Regions from separate parts of the Sus scrofa genome. Here region 1 is linked to region 2. A link is a contact called in public Hi-C data. All regions are on one chromosome and are shown on one strand. The core of a region is the stretch at or near the end of the contact, and the rest is flanking DNA. Distances in the headings are between cores, read along the strand shown.

Evidence for each region. Hi-C and Micro-C count contacts between places; a contact is called where the count stands out from the background.
Region 1: a contact with region 2 is called in a Hi-C map of liver, with 2.6 times the contacts expected there. The contact joins the promoter of LOC100518330 here to the enhancer-like site in region 2. A contact is called at or near these places in 8 of 47 Hi-C or Micro-C datasets (embryonic fibroblasts, epiblast stem cells, liver and 4 more).

Annotation. Positions count from the first base shown.
Region 1 is chr12:5,043,406-5,049,964 of Sscrofa11.1, reverse strand. LOC100518330 (serotonin N-acetyltransferase) reads left to right here and starts at 2,339. Exons shown (of 3, transcript XM_005656910.3): 1 at 2,339-5,826; 2 at 6,024-6,178; 3 at 6,540-6,559. The coding sequence starts at 5,460.
Region 2 is chr12:4,908,698-4,915,291 of Sscrofa11.1, reverse strand. It overlaps ST6GALNAC1 (alpha-N-acetylgalactosaminide alpha-2,6-sialyltransferase 1), which reads right to left. Exons shown (of 10, transcript XM_021066571.1): 10 at 5,947-6,594. Among named protein-coding and RNA genes, the nearest start is that of ST6GALNAC1, 22 kb to the right of the region's middle. Within about 2 kb of position 5,226, at least 2 of the 83 cell types and tissues checked have an H3K27ac peak or open chromatin away from gene starts, as enhancers often do. A contact at or near this core is called in liver, where this site is marked.

The DNA of each region.
Region 1 (6,559 bases), core at 1,090-3,589, 140 kb before region 2:
CGGGGGTGTCAGAGGGTGGAGCTGGAGCAGTGGCGAAGGGTGAGGTTCTGCAGTTAAATGAATGTGGGTTTGAAGCCTGTGCTGCCCCCGACTCACTCTGTGACCTTGGGCAAGTTATTTTACTTCTCTGAGCCTTGGTTTGCTTTCTGTAAAAAGGGACTAATAACAGCACTTACTTAGGAGTTCTGTTGTGGATCCGAAGTAATGAATCCGACTAGTAACCATGAGGACGCGGGTTCAATCCCTGGCCCCACTCAGTCGGTTAAAGGATCCGGTGTTGCTGTGGGCTGTGATGTGGATTGAAGACAAAGCTGGGATCTGGCGTTGCTGCGGCTGTGGTGTAAGTCGGCAGCTGCGGCTCGGATTCGACCCCTAGCCTGGGACCCTCCATATGCTGCAGGCGGGGCCATTAAAACACACACACACACACAAAACAAAAAACAGTGCTTACCTGAGAGGGCTGTGGCCAATTTGACTGACATGATGAATAGAAGGTGTTTTGCACCTGCCCGTGCCAGGTACAAGCCTGATCAACATTAGCTGCTGCCATTCCTTCACCTCCGTCTCTTCCCTAAACATTCCTGTCGTTTCCTCGCCACCTCGTTCCCAGGAGAGTGAAAATGTAAGCATGATCATCTGACCGCTGAGCTTTTTCCCGTGGCTTTCCACGGGACACGAGACGGAGGCAGGGAGAGGCCTTCACAAACCCATTCCTTCCACCCACCTCCAACCTACCTACCACTTCTGCACCCAGTGCCCGGAGCTGCTCACTCCAGGATCCCGACTTTTTGGTGCCTTTGTGCCTTTGCTTCCCTGTCTGCTTGGAATTTTTTTTTCCCTCTGCTTCAACCCAAGATTTTACCTAAAGAACCCCTTTTCATCTTAGAATACCCAAGGGGGCGCTTCTTATCCATGAGGAAGCCCCGTTTCTCCCACTTATTCCCCACTTCCCTGGTCAGACCCGTCTGATTAATTTATTTCCCTCTATTCCAACCATTTGTTTGCATGCCTTTCTCTCCTATGGGACCAAATCTTCTTTGCACGTTGGTACCAACGTCCAGCACAGGTCTGACCCACGGTAGGTGCACAAAAGATGTCTGTGGAATGACTGAATGAGAGCTAACCTCTCTCAAAGGTCCCAGATGTGCCAACAGTCCCTGGGACTCCTCTGTCCCTCCTCAAGTCCCAGCTCTCCATTTGTCCTAGACACACCCCACCCCCACAGGCACACTCCCAGCACACACACACCCACTCTCGCCCTGCTCCTCTGCGCTTGCACACTCACGCACATGTGCTCTCCTCCTCCCCCACTATGAGCCTTCGGTTTCTAGATCTGGGCTGCCCACTGCAGTGCCCCCCAAAAACATGTGACTTTTGAGCACTTGAAATGTGGCTTGTCTGAACTGCCATGGGCTATAAGTGTAAAAACACACTGGGAGTTCCCGTCGTGGCTCAGCAGGTTAGGAACCCAACACAGTGTCTGTGAGGTTGTGGGTTCAGTCTCCGGCCTCGCTTGGTGTATTAAGGGTCCAGCATCGCTACAACCTGTGGCATCGGTCACAGATGCAGCTCAGATCACAGTCGATGTGGCTGTGGTGTAGCCGGCAGCTGCAGCTCCGATTTGACCCCTAGCCTGGGAACTTCTGTAGGCCTCAAGTGTGGTCCTAAAAAGACAACAACAATGACAACAAAAAGGAGTTCCCATTGCGGCTCAGTGGGTTAAGAACCTGACACAGTGTCCATAGGGATTCAGATTCCATCTCTAGCCTCGATCAGTGGGTTAAGGATCCAGTGTTGCTGAAAGCAGCGACATAGGTCACAGATGTGGCTTAGATCCCATGTTGCTGTGGCTGTGATATAGGCCAGCAGCTGCAGCTCTGTTTCAACTCCTATCCTGGAACTTCCATATGCCACAGGTGCGGTCCTAAAATTAAAAAAAAAAAAAAAAAAAAAAAAGCACTGGTTTGGGAGACTCAGTGGAAGGGGAGAAAAAAACCAGAATATAAAATATCTCTTGGACTTCCCATGTGGCTCACAACATAACTACTCGGTGTTGCTTCTACAGAATATAAAATATCTCCAGGAGTTCCTGTCGTGGTTCAGCAGAAACCAATGTGACTAGGAACCATGAAGTTGCGGGTTCAATCCCTGGCCTTGCTCAGTGGGTTAAGGATCTGGCGTTGTGAGCTGTGGTGCAGGTTGCAGATGTGGCTTGGATCCTGCGAAGGCCAGCAGCTACAGCTCCGATTCGACCCCTAGCCTGGGAAGCTCCATGTGCTGCAGGTGGAGCTCTACAAAGGCAAAATAAATAAATAAATAAATACAATATCTCCAATAATTTTTATATTGATGACTTGTTGAAATGAAAATACTTTCTATATATTGGGTTAAATACAATATTATTTTAAAGTCAAGTTCACCTGTTTCCTTTGGCTTTTTTTTTTCTTGTGGCTACTAGAAAACTGAAAATCACAAATGGGGGGTGGTCCCAGGATCTTTCTGCTGGACGATGGGGCTCCAGATGCTCAGGAAGCCATAGGTGCCTTCTTTCTCCAGGAGGTGGCGGTCTCTCCCCATTTTTGACACCTCCATTCTAGAAAGGTCTGGAAAGTTCCTGGGGAAATGGCCTGTGTAACAAAGCAGGTATTGAACCCTAAACGGGACAGGGCCACAGTCAGCCCTGCAGTGATGTCAGCCTATCCACGCAAAGGAGGCGTCAAAAGAAACCCACAGGAAGTCAAGGAGCTAAGTGCCACCTTCCTCAACAGAAGAATCAACACCTAGTTGATAGATTCTTGCTCTAGGTACCGAGTGCGTTACCACGTGTTCAGTGAAATCGCTGTTTTCCAGGCATTTCTAGGCCTTTGAAGGAGATGGGCATGCAGTGGACACACTGTGGTGCCCAGGCCAAGTCCACCTTTAGGTCCAGGGAACACGTCCCACCTGCTGAGGCTCACAGCTGCAGTTCCTCCCCAGAGATGGTTCTTGGCTGAAAGAAGATGCCTCGTCCAGCCAATGACTGTCCCTACGGAGCAACAAAGTGTGGCCCTCTGGCCTCAGGCCGTGGTCCCAGGGAACAGACTATAATGGAGTCTGTCCCTGATCCTGGCCTGCTAAGGAGGACCTCCCTCGCCAGTGGTGGGTAGAATATTCTGGCCCCTGGCATGCTGCAGGGGTACAATCATTACAACGTTCACGGACAGGGAACTGGGATGGGATAGCAGCGAAAGGAAAGGCAGCAGTGTGAGAAAAATCTCAGGTGTTTCAGGAGCATGTCAGTATAAGAACTGTAGGTGCACCTGGCCACTCCTGGGGACAGGCACCCTGGGCACAGACAGCAAAAGCCTGGGCTTGGGGTAAAATCCAGAGTGTTTCCTTGGCAGCAGGTAAAGAAGCTCACATCCTGAAGTTGGGGGCGGTGAGAGAAGGAGCGGGCCAGGCTTGGGACGGAACCAAAGTAACAGAGCCCCAGGGGAGGGGAATTCGCAACCTTAGGGAGTCAGGCAAGCCGAGGGGCTTCCTGGTTGGGAAGAAGAGGGATCCGAGACAGGTGCGGGTATCTGGCTGCTGTGACTGCGCCCCTCCTGATAGGGTGGCTCCAGACAGCTTGGAGGAAGGGATCCCGATGTCCCATCCGGTGCATCTGTTGAGACCCCCTAGGTTCTCACGCGGGAATTGCGCTCCGCTGGAGGAAGCTGCCTCAGCAGGACGGATGCAGGGCCACGAGGCCTGCCCCCTGCCCCCTGCCTCCATCCAGGCGTCTCTGAGGGGCTTTTGGCTCCTTCTGCTGTGAGCCGAGGCCTCTGTAGCAACGGCGTCATCACAGCCCAACTTCTCCCTCTGCCGAGCCCTGCTTCCCCTGCTCCCCGCCATGGAGGCGGGGGTGGGGAGGTGTGGGGGGGTGAGACTCCCGCACTTAATTCTCCAGCTGAGTCTCTGTCCCCAGGGAACCTGCTAGTGACAGATTAAGGTTGCTAAGGTAAATACGATTAGGCAAGATGTGCTCGGTGCCAGGTGTGTGGGGCACATGTTCAGAGCAGGGGAGGGGCGAAGAGAAGGATGCCCCCCAAACCCGCGGAAAAATGCAAATAGATGCTCAAGCACCTGAACGGAGGGCTGCCTTCCCTGCCTGTCGGAGCCTTTCGGCTGCTCTGCCTGGAAAGTTGGGGTCTTGGAGGCATCATCAGCACTGGGGACCCCCTGACCCCCAGGGCCTGCCACTTCATCTCCTGCAGTGGGAACCGGGCAGGATGGAGGTGGGAATGGGGAGCAGGTGGGGCTCCAAGTGGGAAGTTCCTGGAAGCCCCACCCCACACCCCGCCTTCTAGATGCATCTGAGCTACCCCAGACTCTGCACTGGAGGTGGGGTCAGGTGGGATGAGGTTGGGGGGCGGGGAAAGATGTCTCCAGGCCCCCAGACCCTCCAGTGGCTCATTATACCTTTGACCACCACCCTCTACCCTGCTGTCACTCTGTTTTGTCACTATGAATTTGTTCCTTTTTTTGCTTTTTGGGGCCGCACCTGTGGCACATGGACGTTCCCAGGCGAGGGGTTGAATCTGAGCTGCAGCTGCCAGCCACAGCCACAGCCACAGCAATGACAGATCCAAGCTGTATCTGCGACCTACACCGCAGCTCACAGCCATGCTGGATCCTTAACCCATTGACTGAGGCCAGGGATTGAACCTGCGTGCTCATGGATACTAGTCAGGTTCTTAACCCCCGAGCCACAGTGGAAACTCCACAGTTCTGCATTTCTAATTGAGCAAATGCTGTAGATGGTAGTACTCTCGGGCTGCCTGAGCTGGAAGGACCCTCAAAGGTGGGTTTGCCCAGGCTCCCAGGGGGCAGAGAGTGAGTGCCCGCGCCAGCCAGTTGGCGGCAGGGCAGGCATTAGAGTGGGCCCACGAGGCTCAGCCCCGAGCTTTTCCCCCCAAACCCTGGGACCTCAGCCCACCGCCGTAATCCTCTGTGCGCAGTGTCTGCGTGCGGGTCCAGGGCATGAGGCTGCCGCAGCCCCGCTGGCTTCGTCCTGCCTGTAGCGCAGAGGCGGGGTGGGTGGGGGATTAGACATCTCTGAGATCAATGTCACGTGCCGCCCGGCCACTCAGCTGCACCAGCCGTGAGCCCGGGAGTCCAGATTTTTCTGGTTCCTGAGCCTGTGGACAGCTGAGGAGGGACTGGTTGTGTGGTGGGAACGCTGGAGCCCCTGCCCCACAGTCCTGGTAAGCGGGACCCCTGTCTCTGGCTCCCAGCCTTCAGGAACAAGAGTGCCCTGCTTGGGGCTTGGAGACTCGGGGAAAGAAGATGGAGGGGGAAGGGCAGACACTGTGCAGACCATGCAGCTTTGTGACGCAGGGAAGGACTCCTCTACGGCTTGTCCCTCTGCAGGGGTTCGTGGGAGAGAGACAAAGAAAGACCTGGGGACCCAGTGAGAAGGGACAGGGCAGGAGGGATCCATGCAACCTGTAAGCTTGCTCCACCCAAGCCCCCACTGCAGATCCACTACCAAGAGGGCAGATGCCCCACCACCCTGGACGCTTGGCAATGAGGACCAGACCCCTGACCATCGCTCCTCGCCAGCAGGTGCCGAGGGGCCTTCCTCACCACAGAGGCCACTTCTGAAGCTGGGCCACCCCCACGAGTTGGCAGCAGCAGCCAGGATGTCCGCTCAGACCAGCCACTACCTGAAGCCCAGGCCCCTGAGCCTGCCACCTACCATCCCAGAGTCCCCAAGCCGCCAGCGGCGCCACACACTCCCCGCCAGCGAGTTTCGCTGCCTCACCCCGGAGGATGCTGCTGGCGTGTTTGAGCTCGAGCGAGAAGGTGAGCAGCCCCCTGCAGGTCCGGGTCCCTGCTGGGCTCTGCCCCCGTGGCCTGTGGGGAGAAGACCCTGGAGTCTCCTTTGCTGTGGGGGAGGGGCTGGGGGCTGGGGGCTGGAGAGAGGTGCTCGGTGTGCCCTGGACCCTGGGCACCCAGCCCAGTGACCACAGAGGCACTGCCAGAGCCTCCTCCCTCCACAGCCTTCATCCCTGTCTCGGGCACCTGCCCCCTGAACGTGGACGAGGTCCGGCACTTCCTGACCCTGTGTCCCGAGCTGTCCATGGGCTGGTTCTTGGAGGGTCGCCTCTTGGCCTTCATCATCGGCTCCCTGTGGGACAAGGAGAGAATCACTCAGGTGAGGACAGGGGGGCAGAGATGCCCAGCCCTGCAAAGGCCCGGAAGAGGGGCCACTGCCTCCAGCCCACCCCCGGCCCCTGGCTCCTCCTGTTCTCACAGAGGCAGTGGGTCGGGGAGAGGGGCGGGGATTCCTCCTTCCCGAAGCAAGCTGATGAGCACAGGCGTGGTCCTCCAGGGCTCTGGGGTCCCAAGGCCCTTGAAGGAGCTGCCATGGGGCTGGGGATGGAGGGCCCACTGAGAGCCCTCCTTGGGGGACGGGGAAGCTAACTGGAGGCACCCAGGCAACACCTGCCCTCGGCCCGGGTGGGGGTGGCTTGGGATGCAGGGTCCACAGAGGTGATCTGGACTCTTGCCCCCAGGAGTCGCTGACGCTGCACAG
Region 2 (6,594 bases), core at 3,977-6,476:
GCTCTCTGGGGAGACGCGTCCTGAACCCCTTTCCTTCCTGAAGGCTCCATCCTGGGCAGTCCAAGAACAAGGCTACTCTTACAAAACCGAAGTACAAGTGTTTCACAAATCAGGTAGTTAGCATGGACGCCATACCTTCGCTGCCCTCTTCTCTGTCCCCACAGGACAGTGACCAGTGGGTTAAGGACCCAGCGTTGTTGCTACAGTGGCTCGGTTCGATCCGTGGCCCAGGAACTGCCACATGTGGACGTGTCTCCCCAGAGAGTGCCTCCTCGACAAGCCAACTATTTAGAGCTGAAGGTGTGGAAAAAAAAAAAAAACATTATCGAATCTTCAGGCCTTATTCATTTGCCAGTTGCCCCAGTGGTCTGTGACAGTAAATAAAATAAAAATCGGGTCCGTGGTCCATTCCAGGATAATAATGAATTGTCATTTTTCTTAGTTTCTCATACTTTTGCGCAGCTTCTCAGCCTGTGTGTACCTTTTTGCGAATCTAGCATTTTTAAAATGAGTTTTATAGGTTTTCCTCGTTTGCATTCTTTTGATGCTTCCTTGGGATTAGATTGAACTTCAAGTGGAGTTCCCGTCATGGCTCAGTGGTTAACAAACCCAACTAGGAACCATAAGGTTGCGGGTTCGATCCCTGGCCTTGCTCACTGGGTTAAGGATCTGGCGTTGCTGTGAGCTGTGGTGTAGGTCGCAGACGAGGCTTGGATCCTGTGTTGCTGTGGCTCTGGTGTAGGCCAGCGGCTACGGCTCCAATTGGACCCCTAGCCTGGGAACCTCCATGTGCTGCAGGAGCGGCCCTAAAAAGACCAAAAAAAAAAAAAAAAAAAAAAATGAAATTCACAAAGTGATGCTGTGTCCTTCTCAGATGTTGGTTTGTCCCATTACTAGTGACACTGACTTTGCGGTGTTTTTTTGTTTTTTTTTTTTTTGTCTTTTTTTTGGTGGGGCCATACCCGAGGCATATGGAGGTTCCCAGGCTAGGGGTCTAATCGGAGATGTAGCTACCAGCCTTTGCCACAGCCACAGCAACACGGGATCCGAGCCTCATCTGCAACCTACACCACAGCTCACAGCAACGCTGGATCCTTAACCCACTGAGTGAAGCCAGGGATCGAACCCACAATCTCATAGTTCCTAGTTGGGTTTGTTTCTGCTGCGCCACAACGGAAACTCCTGTATCATTTTTTTAAAGATTCCGCATATAAGTGATATCACATGACATTTTTCTCTGACTTCACATAATAATCTCTAGGTCAGCCTATGTTGCTGCAAATGGCATTATTCTTTTTTATGGTTGAGTAATATTTCATTATATCTCTCTTTCTCACACCTTTTTATCCATTCATCTGTCGATGGACATTTAAGGTGCTTCCATGGCTTGGCTGTTGTAAGTACTGCTTCCATAAATGTCGGGGTGCTTGTGTCTTTTTGAAGCAGAGTTTTCTCTGGATAGATGCCCAGGAGTGGGATTGACTGCTGGGTCATATGGTTGCTCTAGTTTTAGTTTTTTTTAGGACCCTCCATACTGTTCTCCATGGTGGCTGCACCAATTTACATTCCCTGTGTCTTTGTTTGTTTGTTTGTTTGTTTTGTTTTGTTTTATAGGGCCGTGCCTGCAGCATATGGAGGTTCCCAGGCTAAGAGTCGAATTGGAGCTACAGCTACTGGCCTACACCACAGCCACAGCAATGCTAGATCCGAGCTGAGTCTGTGACCTACCCCACTGCTCATGGCAATGCCAGATTCTTAGCCCACTGAGCAAAGCCAGGAATCGAACTGGCATCCTCATGGGTACTCGTCGGGTTCATTACTGCTGAGCCATGATGAGAACTCCAGAGTTGTTTATTTTTTTTATTTTTTTATATTAAGCTGTATGAGCTGTCTGTATATTTTGGAAACGAATTCCTTGTTGGGAACATCATTTGCCAATATTTTCTCCCCATCTGTAGGTTCTCTTTTCATTTCGTGTTTGATTTCCTTTGCTGTACTATTAAATATTAATGGGCAGAAACTTCTGTTAGAGTCGGGAGACCAGAAGAGGGGGAGCGTTTGTGGCCGGTGACCACAGCAAAGGCTCAGCCAATGGAAAGCCATGAACTCTTTGTTATCTATAGCTCCCCGCTTTCTTTTCCTCTCTGTAAAAGCTACTTCCTTCCCTTGCCTTGCAGAGACTTGCACGTGGCTTGCCATGGTTGCAGACCCGGAGTTGCCGTTCTCTGCTGATTCCAAATAATCCCATTATCTGTGGAGCAATACGTATCCGTTTATTTCAGGTCTGTCTGTGCTGTTCCACCGTAAGAAAAAACGTTTCGGAGTTCCCGTCGTGGCTCAGCGGAAATGAATCTGACTAGTATCCATGAGGACGAAGGTTCAATCCCTGGCCTCGCTCAGTGGGTTAAGGATCTGATGTTGCCATGAGCTGTGGTGTGGGTCGCAGACGCGGCTCGGATCCTGTGTTGCTATGGCTGTGGTGTAGGCCGGCAGCTATAGCTCCGATTTGACCACTAGCCTGGGAACCTCCATATGCTGCGGGTGGGGCCCTAAAAAAAAAGACAAAAAAAAAAAAAAAAAAGGTTTCCATTATCCTTCATATGTTTACTTCCTTGCTTAATTCTCAAATACACCGAGGGTGGTTTCAGAATGACTAAGCCATAGCACTGTGTAAAACAAACCCACCAGTTAGAATTCAGCATTTGTTTGCAACTCTTTTTGTCTTTATTCTGAGAATTTAGCATGGAAATATTACCCCCCCACACCCCTGTATGGTTGTGAATAACATTTTAATAGAGTTAGGTTCATTTGTTTATCTTTGTATTCCGTCTTGGGGTTTCTCTCCATCTTGGTTGATCTTAATTTTTTTTTTTTTTTTGGTCTTTTGTCTTTTTAGGATCCTTAACCCACTGAGCGTGGCCAGGGATCAAACCCACGTCCTCTGGCATACTAGTCAGCTTCATTAACCATTGAGCCATGACGGGAACTCCAATTTTAGTGTTTTTTTTTTAATCTTTTAATCTATTTTTAGGGCCACACCCACGGCATATGGAAGTTCCCAGGCTAGGGGTCTAATCGGAGCTGTAGCTGCCAGCCTACACCACAGCCACAGCAACACTGGATCCTTAACCCACTGAGCGAAGCCAGGAATCGAACCCACAACCTCATGGTTCCTCGTCGGATTCATTTCCGCTGCGCCATAATGGGAACTCCGGATTTTTTTTGGTCAAGAGTTAAACATATTTTTCCCTATAGCTCTGCCAACAGGATAGTTGTCGAGTTTTTAAATTTTTGCCACTATGAGAGATGGAAAATGGTATCACAGAAGCATTTCAGTTTGTGTTTCTCTTATGAATCAAATTGAACATGTTTCCATATGGTTAAGGGCCATTATTATATCTTTTTTTGAAAGAGTTGTTACTGTTGATTTTTTTTTTTTCCTTTTTTTTGATGGCCGCACCCGTGGCACATGGAAGTTCCCAGGCCAGGGATCTAATCCAAGCAGCAGCTGTGACCTATGCTGGATCCTTTAAGCCCCTGCACCTGGCCAGGGGTCAAACCCAAACCTTCGCAGCGACCCACGCTGCTGCTGCTGGATTCCTAACCCACTGCACCACAGCGGGAACTCCACCCGTGATGTTTGTGCCCATGTTTCTATTGGCTTTTGCACTTATTTCCTTTCATTTTTATGAGTTTAAAAAAACCTACTAGAGTTGTTAACCCTTTTACCATGATACTTATGTCAAATATTTTTCTCCAGTTTTGTATTTGTCTGTGGCTTTATGGTGGTTTTTTTGGGCAAATGAAATTTTATTATTTTTAGGTCGTCAAATCTATCGATGTTTTAGTGCTTCTGAATTTTGAGTTGTGTTTAGAAAACTTTTCCCTACACCTTAGCCAGAGAGGCATTTGCCCGTAAATTCTCGGTATTCTTAGCATTTCCTTTGTTACACTTAGATCTCTGAACCGTCTCGAGTTTATTCCTGTGTGTGGAGCAGGTTATAGATCTAGTTTGATCTCTTTCCAAATAGTTCTCTGTTGTCTGATCACCATGAGGTAGAAGGTCTGTTTGACCCCGTGATTTCCACATCTGCTTGGGTAGGTTTCTGGACTTTCTGTTCCATTCAGCTGGTCATGTATTCTTGCGGCAGTACAGTGTTGTTTAAATAACACAGACTTGGTGTTCCCGTCGTGGCTCAGCAGAAACGAATCTGACTAGTATCCATGAGGACGCAGGTTCGATCCCTGGCCTCACTCAGTGGGTTAAGGATCTGCCGAGGCCATGAGCTGTGGTGTAGGTCGCAGATGTGGCTCGAATCCCAAGCTGCTGTGGGTGTGGTGTAGGCCGGCGGCTACAGCTCCGATTGGACCCCTAGCCTGGGAACCTCCATATGCCGTGGGTACAGCCCTAAAAAGACAAAAAAGAAAAATAATAATAGAGACTTTATAGTATATCTTAATATCAGGCTAGACCGCCCTCACAGCCTTTCTTTTTCAGGTTTTCTGAGCTATCCTTAGTGTTTATTATTCTTCCGTATGCATTTTAAATATGCATTTAGACTCTAGAAAAAATGTCTCGGTATTTTTATTGGACTTGCATTAAAGTTATAAATTTACTTGGGGAGAGCCGACACATTTATTGTGTTGGGTTATTCTTTCCAAGAACAAAGGATGACTCTCCATTTGTCTGAATCTACTTTTGTGACTTTCAGGAGTAATGCTTTCCTCATACTGATTTAGGACATTTCTTGCCGAATTCGTTGCTCATTTATTTCATCTTCTTGGTTACTACTGCAAGTGGGTTTTCTCTCCCTTATATCCTTTCCCTGGTCATTGATTATGTTTAGCAGTGTACTGATTTCTGTACCTTAATTTTATATCCTGCTACTTTGTCGATATTACATAGTATATTCTGTCACACACCATCATTCATCTGCACGTGAATTCTTTGCTAATTCTTATGCCTCTAACTGATTTATCTTTTCTAATTTACTCAGATTGAGTTCATCCAACAGTTTATCCAAATGTGGACCCAGATAAACGAGGCTCAGCCTTTATGTTTGGGTAGCCTGAGTGTGAACTTGAGGAGGCGGATTTGGAGGTCCTTACTGATAGTATGGGATCCTAAATGGATACTGAAATTCCCATGGAAGAACAAGCATGTAGGAATAGCTAGGAAAACCCGAAAAAGAAAAGCCGGGCGTTCTGAGGCACGAGCGTAGAGATGCTGCCACCTGCCCCCCAGAGCTGGTACTGCACCCTCCAGAGGGGAGTAAATTGGGACCAACTGGTGTTAATTAGCTTTGGAAACCTGAGCATTCAGTCTAAAAGGGAGTTCGCTTTTTTTCCCCCCTCCCTCTAGAGTTCGTCTGGGCTTCAGAGTTCAGATCCTGAAGATAGAGCACAAGAGGTAAGGTGGACTGAGATGTCTTTGGCTTAGCCCAAATTCTCATCCTGGGGTTTGCGAAACTGCAGGTCCACGGGAGGGTAAACAAGTGAAAGAGGGAGAACAAGCTCCTTGCTGCATCAGGCCTTCTTCATACGGTCACTTTTAAAGTCCTTGTGAAACGTATATCCTGAAAGTCATTTTACAGGAGTTCCCGTCGGGGCCCAGCAGAAACAAATCTGACTAGTATCCATGAGGATGCAGGTTCATTCCCTGGCCTTGCTAGTGGAGTAAGGAGCCGGCATTGCCATGAGCTGTGGCATAGGTCACAGGCACGGCTTGGAGCCTGTGTTGCTGTGGCTGCGGCTGGCATCTGCAGCTCCCATTCGACCCCTAGCCTGGGAACCTCCATATGCCGTGGGTGCGGCCCTAAAAGAAGAAAAAAAAAGGTAATTTTAGAGATTAGAAAACAGTGGCCCTTGAAAAGGAAAGGTTAAAGGATGGTTTTTTCCAAAGAGTAAGATTGCAGCTCTTAGGCAACCATAAAATGAACACACGTCGTAAGTTTTATTTAACTTTGTAATTATTGAATTACTGGTAAAAACTGGTTCAAAATCCAGACACACACATATGGGCAATCAAGCATGCCAAAATGAATTTGCTAGGAGGAAGAAAACCCGTCACTATTCAAAGGGGAGTCATTTTTCACTGTACAAAATTTATTTGTCTCTCCGTGGACAAGAACCTTTTTTGTCGCTGTCAGTTTGCTACAACCCAGAGAGCTGTCAAGTAGCTCAAAGACCAGGAAAGGTGTCGCCCCTTCTAGAGTCAGATAGCCCCTGGAAGCATCCTCTAGACAATTTAGAGTGAAATTAAGTAATGCCTTCAAGATTTCACAGCTGCTAAATAGAAGATCTGGAAGTCAACGCCAAATCTATGTGTCTCTGTAAGTTCGGGCTCCTTCTTCGGAGCCTTGGGACAGGGAAGGTTCAGTTAAAATTCCTTGGTCTCAAGAATGGAACCCCTGGAATTCCCCGTCGTGATGCAGTGGAAACAAATCTGACTAGGATCCATGAGGACGCAGGTTCAATCCCTGGCCTCGCTCAGTGGGTGAAGGATCCGGCGTTGCCCTGAACTGTGGTGTAGGTCGAGGACATGACTCGAATCTGGTGTTGCTGTGGCTGTGGCGTAGACTGGCAGCTGTAGCT